Regions from separate parts of the Sus scrofa genome. Here region 2 is linked to region 1. A link is a contact called in public HiChIP or PLAC-seq data. All regions are on one chromosome and are shown on one strand. The core of a region is the stretch at or near the end of the contact, and the rest is flanking DNA. Distances in the headings are between cores, read along the strand shown.

Region 1 (5,307 bases), core at 674-3,173:
CCTTCCTCTCAATTTTGCTGTGAACCTGAAAGTGCTCTGAAAAATAAAGTATATTACCAAAAAAAAAGAAAGAAAAAACAAAACTGCCAAGGAGTCCGAGACTGAGATGGGCAAGCACCCCTGAGCACCTGTCCTACAAAGCCAGACCTGGTGAGGAAATGAGCTGAAGCCCCGCCCCCTCCCCAGCGCGGCCCCGCCCCCTCCCCAGCGTGGCCCCGCCCCTCCGTTCCCAGGGCCTGGAAGGGCTCCCCCTCCCTCCCTGGGAGCTTCAGCCCTGGAGAAGGCAGGCAGTTCCTGACCGCGTAGCGTCCGTATCACCAGGGTTACCAAAAGCCCAGGAACTTTTGATACAACAAAAAGCAGGAAGTGCGTTTGTGCCTGACCGAGGAAGGGGTGTCACCGGCTGGGACCCTCCACCACTCGGGAGCCCTTGGTCTCCCTGTAGCCCAGATGGTGGCACTATCCAGGCCAGGCCTGGCCTGTCCCTTGTCCACGGGGACCGTGCAGGGGGCTGACATGCTCTTAGCATCTGCCTGTGATGGGTCCCCATCGTCACGCCCACTGGAGCAGGCAGGACCTGGGCAGTGAAGAGTCAGGGGGTTTCCACCCCAAGTGCCTCTGCTGCTTCGCTCCGCTGGGACGCTTGCCTGTCTGCAGGCTCCCTGGTCCCTCCATGTCATCGATCCGGGGAGACGGTCACATGGTCTCCTCTGTGTGGTTGAGGGGCGGCTGAGGGTGAGTGCAGTCTGGGGGCTGTAGGAGCCCACAGGCCAGCCCTTCCTCTCAAGGAAGCAGCTCTATCGAGCGCGGGGGTTGTGGGGCGCTTCACCATGCTCCCTGCTGCCTGCCCCACCCGGGAGCTGAGCAGCCCAGCGCTTTGATGTTGCAGGGATGAGGGTGCATCGGAGGGGATGCAGGGACCAGCGAGTGTCACTCTGTTCTTTCCAGAACAGTAGGCTCCCCGCCCTGTTACAGAAACCATCCGTAGTGAAACGGAAACGCTAGCTATCTCAGCGTGCCATCAGCTGCCCAGTCTTCCTGGGCCCTCCCCCTCTGCCCCCCCCCCGCCCCCCTCTGGATGAGCCGGGCTTTAGATCCTCCAGAAGGCTGACTCTGAAAACTCTCCCTGTGACCTCCTGATGCCGGGATTGGCAAACCATTTCTTATAAGCCTCTGAGTTCCTTCCTTAAAAGAAAACCTGTCCACAAGTAAAGTGAATGAGCATGGAAGTGCCCAGAACGTGTCTTCTTAATTTATGATGTTTTTGTTTTGCAAGGATCTGGGGTGAAGCTGAGACCAAGGTGTCACTCCCCGCACCCCCTTCTCCCCTCCCTGGGATTCAAATGCCTGACACGACACCCTGGATTCAGGGATTCCATCACAGGGCAGAGGGAGCTTTGCCCCCCGACCCCAGGTTGCACACCTAGAGTTTTGCAGGTGAAGCAAGTGGGGCTGAGTTCCCAGCCAGGACTCTAAGGGCCAGGAACCATCCCGAGTGTAAGCGTGTGCACTGTGGGAGCAGGGCACTGTGGGGAGCTGGGGCCGCCCCTTCTTTGGGTCCTCAGCACTGAACACGGGGAGAGGGTGACAGCACAGAGCAGCATGGCACGCCTCCACCATCTCAGAAAGCCCTGCTGGACCTAACTGGCTGGATCTCTCCGCCTCCCTGAGAACCTGTTAGCAGTGCAGATGGTCGGGCACCTGCGCCTCACAGGGCAGGGGCGGGGGCGGGGGTCTGGCCCCGTGAGCCCACCTGATGCAGCCAGAGTCAGAAGACAGAGGCTGAGTAATGGGAAAGTCTTTTGATTCTTGAGTTTCATTTCTGGGGCAGGCTGTTAGTTTCATTTCCTTCCCCACTGGAAAGGGAGGTACACCAAGGAGAGCCTGTCCTATAAAAGGGAAGCCAAGCCCGGGGGGACGAGCCATAGATGCTGTGCTGGTCTCCATACGTTCAGCGGGTGCTCAGGTAAGAGCTCGGTCCCTGGACGGAGGGCTGCAGCCCAGACCTTTCTTCTAGAAGCATTTCCTGGTCAGTGCGGCTTCTGCCAGAGGCGAGAAACAGGTAAATTTCTGAAGCTGCTCGTTTTGACTCTGGCCCCCAGCCCCCGCTTCGGGAAGAGGGCACATTCTGGAGGGGAAATGACCGGTCTGGGAGCTGTCTTCCCAAATCTGGCCAGGGGCCTGTGGTCACAAAGAAGTGGCTTTGGGTACTTCCGTGGCAGATACCGTACCTGGGGTGGGCAGAGGACTCTGCTCTGTGGTCTAGTGGTTTATAAGAATTGTCCTAAGTATATAGTCACCGTGACCCACCTCTTAGCTAGTAAAACTGTGCTGCTTTTTTGAAAGTTGCTGAGAGCAGATGTTCAGAATCTGTATCCTAAGAAAAAAATGTTTGAGGAGAGGTGGTGACTTGTCATGGTGATTGTTTCACAACAAAGACAGGAAAAAAGAGAAATCTGGGAGTTCCCCTGGTGGCTCAGCGGGTGAAGAACCCGACCTGAGTCCGTGAAGATGCCGGTTTGATCCCTGGCTCCGGCTCGGTGGGTTAAGGATCCAGCCTTGCCGTGAGCTGTGGTGTAGATCGCAGACGCGCCTCGGATCTGGCGTGGCTGCGGCTGCCGCCAGCAGCTACAGCTCTGATTCGACCCCGAGCCTGGGAACTTCCATATACTGCAGGTTCAGCCCTCCCCCACCCCCAAAAAAGAGAAAAAATAAAAAAGAAATGTATTCTTTGGCCTTCGCGGGTGCCTGACACAGTCTGCCAAACTCTAGGAAGTAAGGAGCGCACAGGCTCGGGTTACGAGAACAGATGACTTTAGGTCCTGTGGTTATGTTAATGCGATGGGGGCTGGGGACCTGGAGGAGGAGTCACGTGGTTGACGGCTGGAACCTTCAGTTCTTCCCCCAACCTCCGGGCGGGCAGAGGGGCTGGAACTTGATCTCTGATGGCCAGCGAGCTAATCAGTCATCAGTCTTGTCTCCGAAGAAGCCTTCTGAAAGCCCACCAGGGAAGGGGCAGGTGAGCACACCGAGTCGGGGGAGGGGCTCTCCGGAAAGCTTGGAAGCCCCGTGCCCTGCCCGACCTGCCTCTGCATCTTCCGTCTGGCCGTTCTTGAGTTACATCCGTTTATAATAAACCCGTGATCTAGTAAGTGAAAGGTTTCTCTCGGCTCTAGCAAATTATTTGAACCCCAGGAGGGGGTCGTAGGAACCTCTGATCAATACATGGTCCCCAGGGTCAGACACACAGGTGACCACCTGGACCGGAGTGGCCTCGTCTGGAATGGGCAGGGTGGGAGTGGAGCCGCTGAGGGGGGCTGAGCCCCATCAGGGAGCCCCGGGGAACCCTGTGGGGCTTCCTGGTAGAAAGTGTCAGAACCGAAGTCACTGCTTGGTGACATAGGAAACCACACAGATGAGAACAGAAGTCAGAATGGGAGCCCCACAGCCTGGCCTCAGCGTGGGGCACCCCCTTGCTTGTGGCAGTCGCTCTCAGCGGTGTCCTCGAAAGCCAGCTCTCCCAGGAATGGGGACACTTGATAGCATTTGCAATTCCCACTGTAGGGTGTGCTGGAAACGTTACTATGCCTTCGAGGTCTGATTTAAAGAAAGACAGCCATTGATGCCAAGTCTGCAGCAAAGAAAGGCAGATTAGGTGCAAACCACAGTGTGTTAGTGTCCTGTGGTGGCCCGGGGCGGGGAGGGGGGACTTCACCTTCAGAAATGCCCCCTCTGCCAGCTCTGAGATCAAGGCGTCAGCAGGGTTGGTTCCTGCAAAGACTGCAAAGAATCCTTCTTTGCCTCTTCCAGCTTCTGCCCGCTGCCAGTACTCCTTGGTGTTATCTGGGGAAAATATATTAGGATGCTGAGGTCACGCTGCCAGCGGAAGGAAATACTCCAGGCCCCGTGGTCAGCCGTGACCTGTGGCCCATTGTCACTGTGGGAGATTTTACAGGACAGAGCCTGAGCTTCCCTGTGCAGCTCACAGGGACCCAGCCGGGAGGGGGGGAAGGTTTAGGCGTGGATCCCAGGGTAGTGTGAACTTTCTTCTCCTGGACACTGTGAGGAAATCCCAGGGAACCAGATTCTTGTTGTATTTTGCTTTTCGGAGAAACTAGTTTCCTATTTACTTAAAAAAAAGGAGGGGTAGTATTCCCGCGGGTGTGTGTAAACACAGATTCCGTGCAAGAGGCCAGCTCAGAGGGGAGTTTTTAAGTGAATGCAGGGCTCCCCGCTCTGCGGGCACAGCCTGCCCAGCTGTGGAACCTCCCAGCAGAACCCAGGGCCCATGCAGGTCCCAGGGGCCAGACCCAGGGGCCAGGGGACGGTGGCAGCGTGCTGGATTTCAGGCCCTGGCACCTGCGTGTTACTCTCAGTGCACATGAAGAGTGCCAAGGAGAGACCAACTAGTACCCGTGAGACGTGGGTGTGATCCCTGGCCTCGCTCAGTGGGTTAAGGGTCCAGTGTCCGGTGTGGCCATGAGCTGTGGTGTAGGTCACAGATGTGGCTTGGATCCCGTGTTGCTACAGCTTGTGGCATAGGCTGGTGGCTACAGCTCCGATTTGAACCATAGCCTGGGAACCTCCATAGGCTGCAGGTTCGGCCCTAAAAAAAAGCAAAAAAAAGAGAGAGAGAGAGAGATTAAAAAATCGCTGGATATGTTCTTGAGGGCAATTTTATTAATTTGCAAAAAGGTGGAGACTGTGTGCTGAACTCATTTGAACGTCACGTCCTGTCTTCTATAAAAATGCAGAGAACGTTGCAAGAGGTCACATTTCCTCTTGGCACTTGTGAAGGGCTAGGTGTTCTGTAAAATGAATGTCTCCCTGGGGAACGTGGTAATGCGATGTGCTGTCGGGTGCGGGGGGTAGCAAAGCCTAAACCTCAGGGACTCTGGGGAAATGAAGAAGAACAGCCAGAAAAAACCGAGATGGAGTTTTGGTCCCCAACCAGAGGGAGGACCTGGCTAGGAGCCTTTTCCTCCCAATCTAGCTTAGGTCGCCCAGCCCTCCAAGGGCTGAGGGACAGGGATTCCTGTCCAGGAAGTGCCGGCATCATATCACGGGAACTAGTCCTACGCAGACCGTCCCCTGGGCCAGCTGTGGGTTTGACCTTCCACCCAGTTGGCTCTGGGTTTCTGCGGAACAGTCTCGAGGTTGCTCTTTCTCCACAAGAGGGAGCGGAAGCACTGGCTTAGGATTTGAACACAGAGGGGAAGGCGCTCCTTCCGCCTGAGCACCCTGCACAGGGCTCCCCAGGATGCAGGGCCGAGCCTGGGGATCCCCCATCGCTTAAGGTCTCCAGGT
Region 2 (5,706 bases), core at 2,458-4,957, 440 kb after region 1:
AGCTGAAAGGGACATAATTTCCAGCGTACTATAAATGTTAACTTCGTAAGATCACACCTTTATGCGGCTCTTCTACACACGTCTGTTGGAACCTCAGCACGACCGGGGGTGATACCCACCGCGATCACCAAGCAGGTGGACACGCTCCTCCCCCACCCACGCCGATTCCCGTCACTGCGGCTGCTAAACCCGCCTTTACATCTGCGCTGGAAACGATGCCTCTAGACCAAATCAGTCTGGATCTCCTAGGACCCCGAGGTTGTGCTAATCTCTCCTGGTCTTTTTTTTTTTTTTTTTTTTTGTCTTTTTGCTATTTCTTGGGCTGCTCCCACGGCATATGGAGGTTCCCAGGCTAGGGGTCGAATCGGAGCTGTAGCCACCGGCCTACGCCAGAGCCACAGCAACGCGGGATCCGAGCCGCGTCTGCAACCTACACCACAGCTCATGGCAACGCCGGATCGTGAACCCACTGAGCAAGGGCAGGGACCGAACCCGCAACCTCATGGTTCCTAGTCAGATTCGTTAACCACTGCGCCACGATGGGAACTCCTGGTCTGAGTTCTGGTTCCACGAGTTGGGACGCCACTGGTCAAAATGAAAACGCTGCCCACACGGGGTAACGCAGCCGCCTGGCACAGCGCTGGGTTCAAGGAGGAAAAGAGGACATTTCCCCAATCCATTCACATTCTTGCGGAATTCGATTCCACTCTGTTCCTATTCTTCTTCTTTACCCATGTGGGGGCAGGAACCCGGCTCCACAGACAAGCTGCTGGGGAGGGGAGAGTTTCCTGATCACCCCCACTTAGCAAGGACCACCTGCCTGAGGTCTCTCAGGCAGACCCTTCCTTGGGATGGGGCCACTTACGGAAGGTGGGGACCAGACCATGGGCCCTGGGCAAGGGTCTCCCCATCCCAAGGGGTGTCTGAAGACGCCGCTGGTCCACGGAGCCCTGATTCCCGGGCCACCCCCCAACCCGCACACCTGTCAGCTGCACAGTCCTCCCCTGGACCAGCAGCCAGGCCCTCCTCGCTCTAGAAATACTCTGTATCCTAACACCTCATGTCCCCCCGCCCCCACCCTGTTTCTGGGAGACCTTTGTTGGGCCTGGACCCTCCCCCCTCTGCGGCGGTGGTCATCTCTAAAAAGACACAGATCCTACTCCACCCCTGCCCAAAGCCCCCACTGGTGTCCACTGGCTCAGGGAAAACTGAATTCAGTGTAGCCTGTGCTGCCCCAACTTGACCACAGAAGCTTGTGGCCAGCTCAGGGCCTTTGCACTTGGCACTGGTTGGCTTGTGACACTTCAGATCCCCCCTGAGGGCCTCACAGCCCTGGTCTCTGTTCAGATGTCCCCCGCTCACACCGAACTTCCTGGTCCCTGCCACCCACATCCCTGCCTCTCCACCTGCCATCCTTCCTGCCTTTCTGCCTTTCCTAGGGCCGCACCCGCAACATATGGAGGTTCCCAGGATAGGGTCGAATCGGAGCTGTGGCCGCCGGAGCAATGTGGGATCCGAGCCGCGTCTGCAACCTACACCACAGCTCACAGCAACGCCGGGTTCTTAACCCACTGAGCAAAGCCAGGGATCGAACCCACAACCTCATGGTTCCTAGTCGGACTCGTTAACCACTGAGCCACGACGGGAACTCCTGCGGTCTTCTTCTCTGCATTCTAAGCACTGTCTACCTCCCTCGGTCCACGGGCAGGGGCTTCCCTCTTGCTCTGCAGTGCCTGGCACGTGACAGCTGCTGAGCGGACGGCCAATGAACATGCGCACTCGTGAACCTCGTGAGATGAACTGGATGGGTATCGCCAGGCACGCTTCCCAAGTGTCGAACGGAGGCTGAGACAGCATTTGAGTCACAGCTCACCGTCTCAGCCTCTCACATCCCAAGTGCACGAAACAACTGCCTCCAGAGCCTTAAACCTGCAGAATGGGAGGCGTGTTTTTCTCCTGGCTGTCCGCACAGACGATGGTATCGAAAGAATACGATCTATGAGAGGTATTTAAATCCCAAGCTAAGGGGGTCCTTTCTCACATTCCTGGAAAAGCTAATGGGGGTTGCGGGCAGGGTTGATTTGGAAATTAATTTATTGGTCTCTAGGAAAGAAAGAACTGTTCCATCTGCTTAGAAAATCAACCATATTATTGTACTCTTTGTCCGCCACTCTTCTGCAAAAATATGAAACACAGATACAGGAGAACGAAACTTTATAAAGGGTAAATCTTATTGTTTCTCCGCTTTCAAAATTCAAACTACAGTTCTCTTTCTCAACCATTCACCATAAAAGGCAGGGATGTCAGTGAAACCCAGAAAAGCAGAGTGGAGCAGTGAAAATGTGGAAAATGTGAAAATGTCCAGGTTTGAAACAAAATACAGTGTGTGGGGTGGGGTGGGGGAGGCGGACTTATAAAAACAAAGTGTCTACATAATTGCACTCTCCAGGGAAAGGTCTCATTGTTACCTTTTAAGATTTCTGGCAAAACCAGTTGTTCATGTACTTTTCATCCTTACAAATACCTCCAGGAACCAAGCTGGGTTCTCCAAATGTATCTGGTGAGTCCAGATTTTTGGAGAGTGGCTTAGGCAAAAGTGGGTTTTGTGGGTTGACAGCTTTAAATGCGTACCCTGCTCCACGTGTCTCTGATGGCACACTTGTTTCTACCATTTTAATCTACCCCGGGTGGGGGAGGGGCCAACTTCTGTGCATTTGTGAAAAAGATCTCAACAACACTGAGAGCTTAATAAACACAGAATAGTCATAACTGTCAGGTAGGGCGCTCTCTCCACTCCGCGTTTTCACCTGTCTTCTCAAAGCTGACCCTTAACGCGAACACCCGTCCCCCGGCCAGAGGCCACGTGGCCAGCTGGTCCACCTGTCCGCGCCAGGGCGGGGCCGGTGCGCCCCTTCCCAACACAGCCTCCCACCTCAAGGGCGGGGTTGGTTGGGTCACAGGTCCACGGATTTCGCTACCTTGCCTCTACCACCCCCGGGTTTACGCAAACGGGATGATGTGGGGGCCTTGGCAACCCCATCGCCCGAATCCAGGGGTCTGCTTTTCCAATCGCAGGAGCCAGGGTCCAGGGACCCTCCCCGTGCGCCCCCGGGGGCTGGGCCCAGGACGGGGACAGTGACATCACGAGGGACCGTCGGCGACGAGGGCGCCCGGGGGCGGGACCGCGGGCCGGGGGCCGGGGGCGGAGGAGCCCCCGCGCCGCGCCCACGGGCGAGCGCGGCCCCGGCCCCGCGCCCGGAGCAGGCCGGCTGGGGGGCGATGGGCGGCGAGGCCCGCGGCGGGGCCGGCGGCGGGCGGGCTGGCGGCGCGCAGGGCGATCCCGGAGCGGCTCCGGGAAATCCAGCCGGGTTTTGACTCCGATCGCCCACGGTGCCCGCAGCCGGCGAATGTAACAAAGAACAGGCGGCATGGCGGCTGGACCGGGGCGGGCGGCGGGCCGGGCGGGGCCGGGGGCGGCGGGCCGGGCGGGGGCGCGCGGGGGCGGCGGGCCGGGCCGGGCCGGGGCGGCGCGCGCGGGGGCGGGCGGCGGGCGCGGGGCCCGGGCTTTACCTGCCTTTGGAATGTGCAGAGCGGGATCGGATCCGGACTCCGGGTTGCGATCCGCTCCGGAAACTGCGCAGCACCGGAAGCCGGGGGGCGGCGGCGGGGCATTGTGGGAGTTGTAGTCCTCCGGGGGCGCGGGCTGCGTGGACGCGGGAGCGGGGGAGCCGGCGGCTTGCACCTGGAGCGGGCGGCAGGGCTGCGTGGACGCGAGAGCGCGGCGTGGACGCGAGAGCCGGGGAGCGGGAGGCCTGGGCGCGGAAGCTGGACGTGTGGACCAGAACGGAAACGGTGGAGCGGGCGGCGTGGACCAGGGAGCGGCAGGGCGCGCGGGTCGTGTGGACGGAGAAGGTGGCACAGACCAGTGGAACGGGAGCTTCTGGGGTAGACGGGGCAGTGGGATTGAGGACCGCGTGGACGAGGGGGAGCGAGGGTGGTGTAGACAGGACTGTGACAGGGCGCAGGCGGGGTGAGCGGGTGGCTGGATCCGGATCGGCCGGGAAAAGCGGGGCGGGTTCCGGCTGCCCTTTCCCCGGGACGGTAGGGAGCGTCTGGCGGCCACGCGCGGCCCCTTCCCTGGTGGCGCAGGCTGGTACCGCGACCCCCGACAGCTTCGCGCTGGCAGCTCGCACAAGCACCCCTTTCTTCTGATGGCCGCTCCGAGCCTTTGGGGGATTAGGTGGGAGAGGAAGTCGAATTTTTTCTTTAAAACGGGCCTAAGATTTGCTGCCCAATCATAATGAGTTCTGCATTTAGCCCAGAGTTGCTGCAATCCCTGGTCATTTTCCTGTGCACTCAGTAAATGCTTAGAAACCCTTGCTCAGCCCCTAGGCGCGTGAAGGAGAGGGAGGCCAGCAGCGCTCTGGCGACAGAGGCCAGGCCAAGTGAGTCCTTGAAATCCGCCCTTTAACCACTACCCCGCCGCACTGCTGGGTGGAAGGTTCACAGGCAGACTGCTCCCTGGCTCTGCCTCCCTCCCAAGCTTGGCCTCTTGACGCCCCCACCATCCAGTGGACAGGAGGATCAGAAAGTCTTAGAAGTAGAGGGACCAGAGGGTCATTTATCTAGGCCAGGACAGGATTCTCAGATGTACTGTCATTCATTTCTACCTGGCAGAAACCCTCATTAATCAAGTCGAAGAGGTATAAGTCTCTGTGGCACAAAGGGGTCTGTGGTGTCTTGGGAGCTCTGGGACACAGGTTCGATTCCCCACGGGGCCCGGTGGGTTAAGGATCTAGCATTGCTGCAGCTGTGGCTGGGATCCCTGGCCTGGGAACTCCATATGCCACAGGGTGGCCCCCAAAGAAAAATATGTAATAATAAAGTCAAAGAGAGGGAATGAACGGAGAGAAATGATTTGAAATTGATATTAGAAAGGGTTTCTCCTCTTGCTTGTGTAAAGCTCTTAAGAACCAACAAGAAAAAGATGCAAAGGAGTTTCCACTGTGGGTTAAGAATCCACCTGCAGCAGCTCATTTTCTGGGGAGGCAGAGGTTCCATCCCCAGCCCCGTGCAGTGGGTTAAAGGATCTGGTGTTGCCACACCTGCTGAGTAGGTTGTAACTGTGGCTCCCTGGCCCCTGGAACTTGCATGTGCCGGGGGTGCAGCCATAAAAGAAAAGATAAATAACGCCGTAGAAAATGAACAGTCGACGGACAGTTCACAGACGAGAACGTGCGACGCCTTTTAAACATAGAAGACGCTAATCACTGTACTGTAATAAGAGAAAAAGCAAAATTGCCACGAGATCATTTTTATCTACTGTTTATTTCGTCTTTTTAGGGCTGCACCCATGGCACATGGAGGTTCCCAGGCTAGGGGTTGGATTGGAGCTACAGCAGCCAGCCTCCACCACAGCCATGCCGGATGGTTAACCTGCTCAGCGAGGCCAGGGATGGAACCCACGTCCTCATGAACACTAGACAGATTCGTTTCTGCTGAGCCACAACGGGAACTCCTAGCAGCAGAGATTTTTTAAAGTTTAAAAGAAACAAGTGGTTTCCCCTTTCCAGGTGGGAGGATTAATTAGCACGCCTGTATCCTGGCCATTTGTCAATATCCATAGACAGTCCAGATGCACGTGACCTCTGGCTCAGCCGTCCCACCGGCAGGGACTTTCCTGCAGCCAGACTCACATGTATGAAT

The links. HiChIP or PLAC-seq counts read pairs in DNA pulled down with a chosen protein or histone mark.
Region 2: a contact with region 1 is called in an H3K27ac HiChIP or PLAC-seq map of alveolar macrophages. The contact joins the promoter of PRDM15 here to the promoter of MX2 in region 1. A contact is called at or near these places in 1 of 47 Hi-C or Micro-C datasets (embryonic fibroblasts) and 1 of 2 datasets of contacts at active chromatin or transcription factors (alveolar macrophages).

What each region holds. Positions count from the first base shown.
Region 1 is chr13:204,796,710-204,802,016 of Sscrofa11.1, forward strand. It overlaps MX2 (myxovirus (influenza virus) resistance 2 (mouse)), which reads left to right and starts at 1,924. Exons shown (of 8, transcript NM_001097416.1): 1 at 1,924-2,062. FAM3B (protein FAM3B) reads left to right here. Exons shown (of 8, transcript XM_021071007.1): 8 at 1-83.
Region 2 is chr13:205,237,855-205,243,560 of Sscrofa11.1, forward strand. PRDM15 (PR domain zinc finger protein 15) reads right to left here and starts at 3,708. Exons shown (of 24, transcript XM_021071017.1): 1 at 3,571-3,708. The coding sequence starts at 3,672.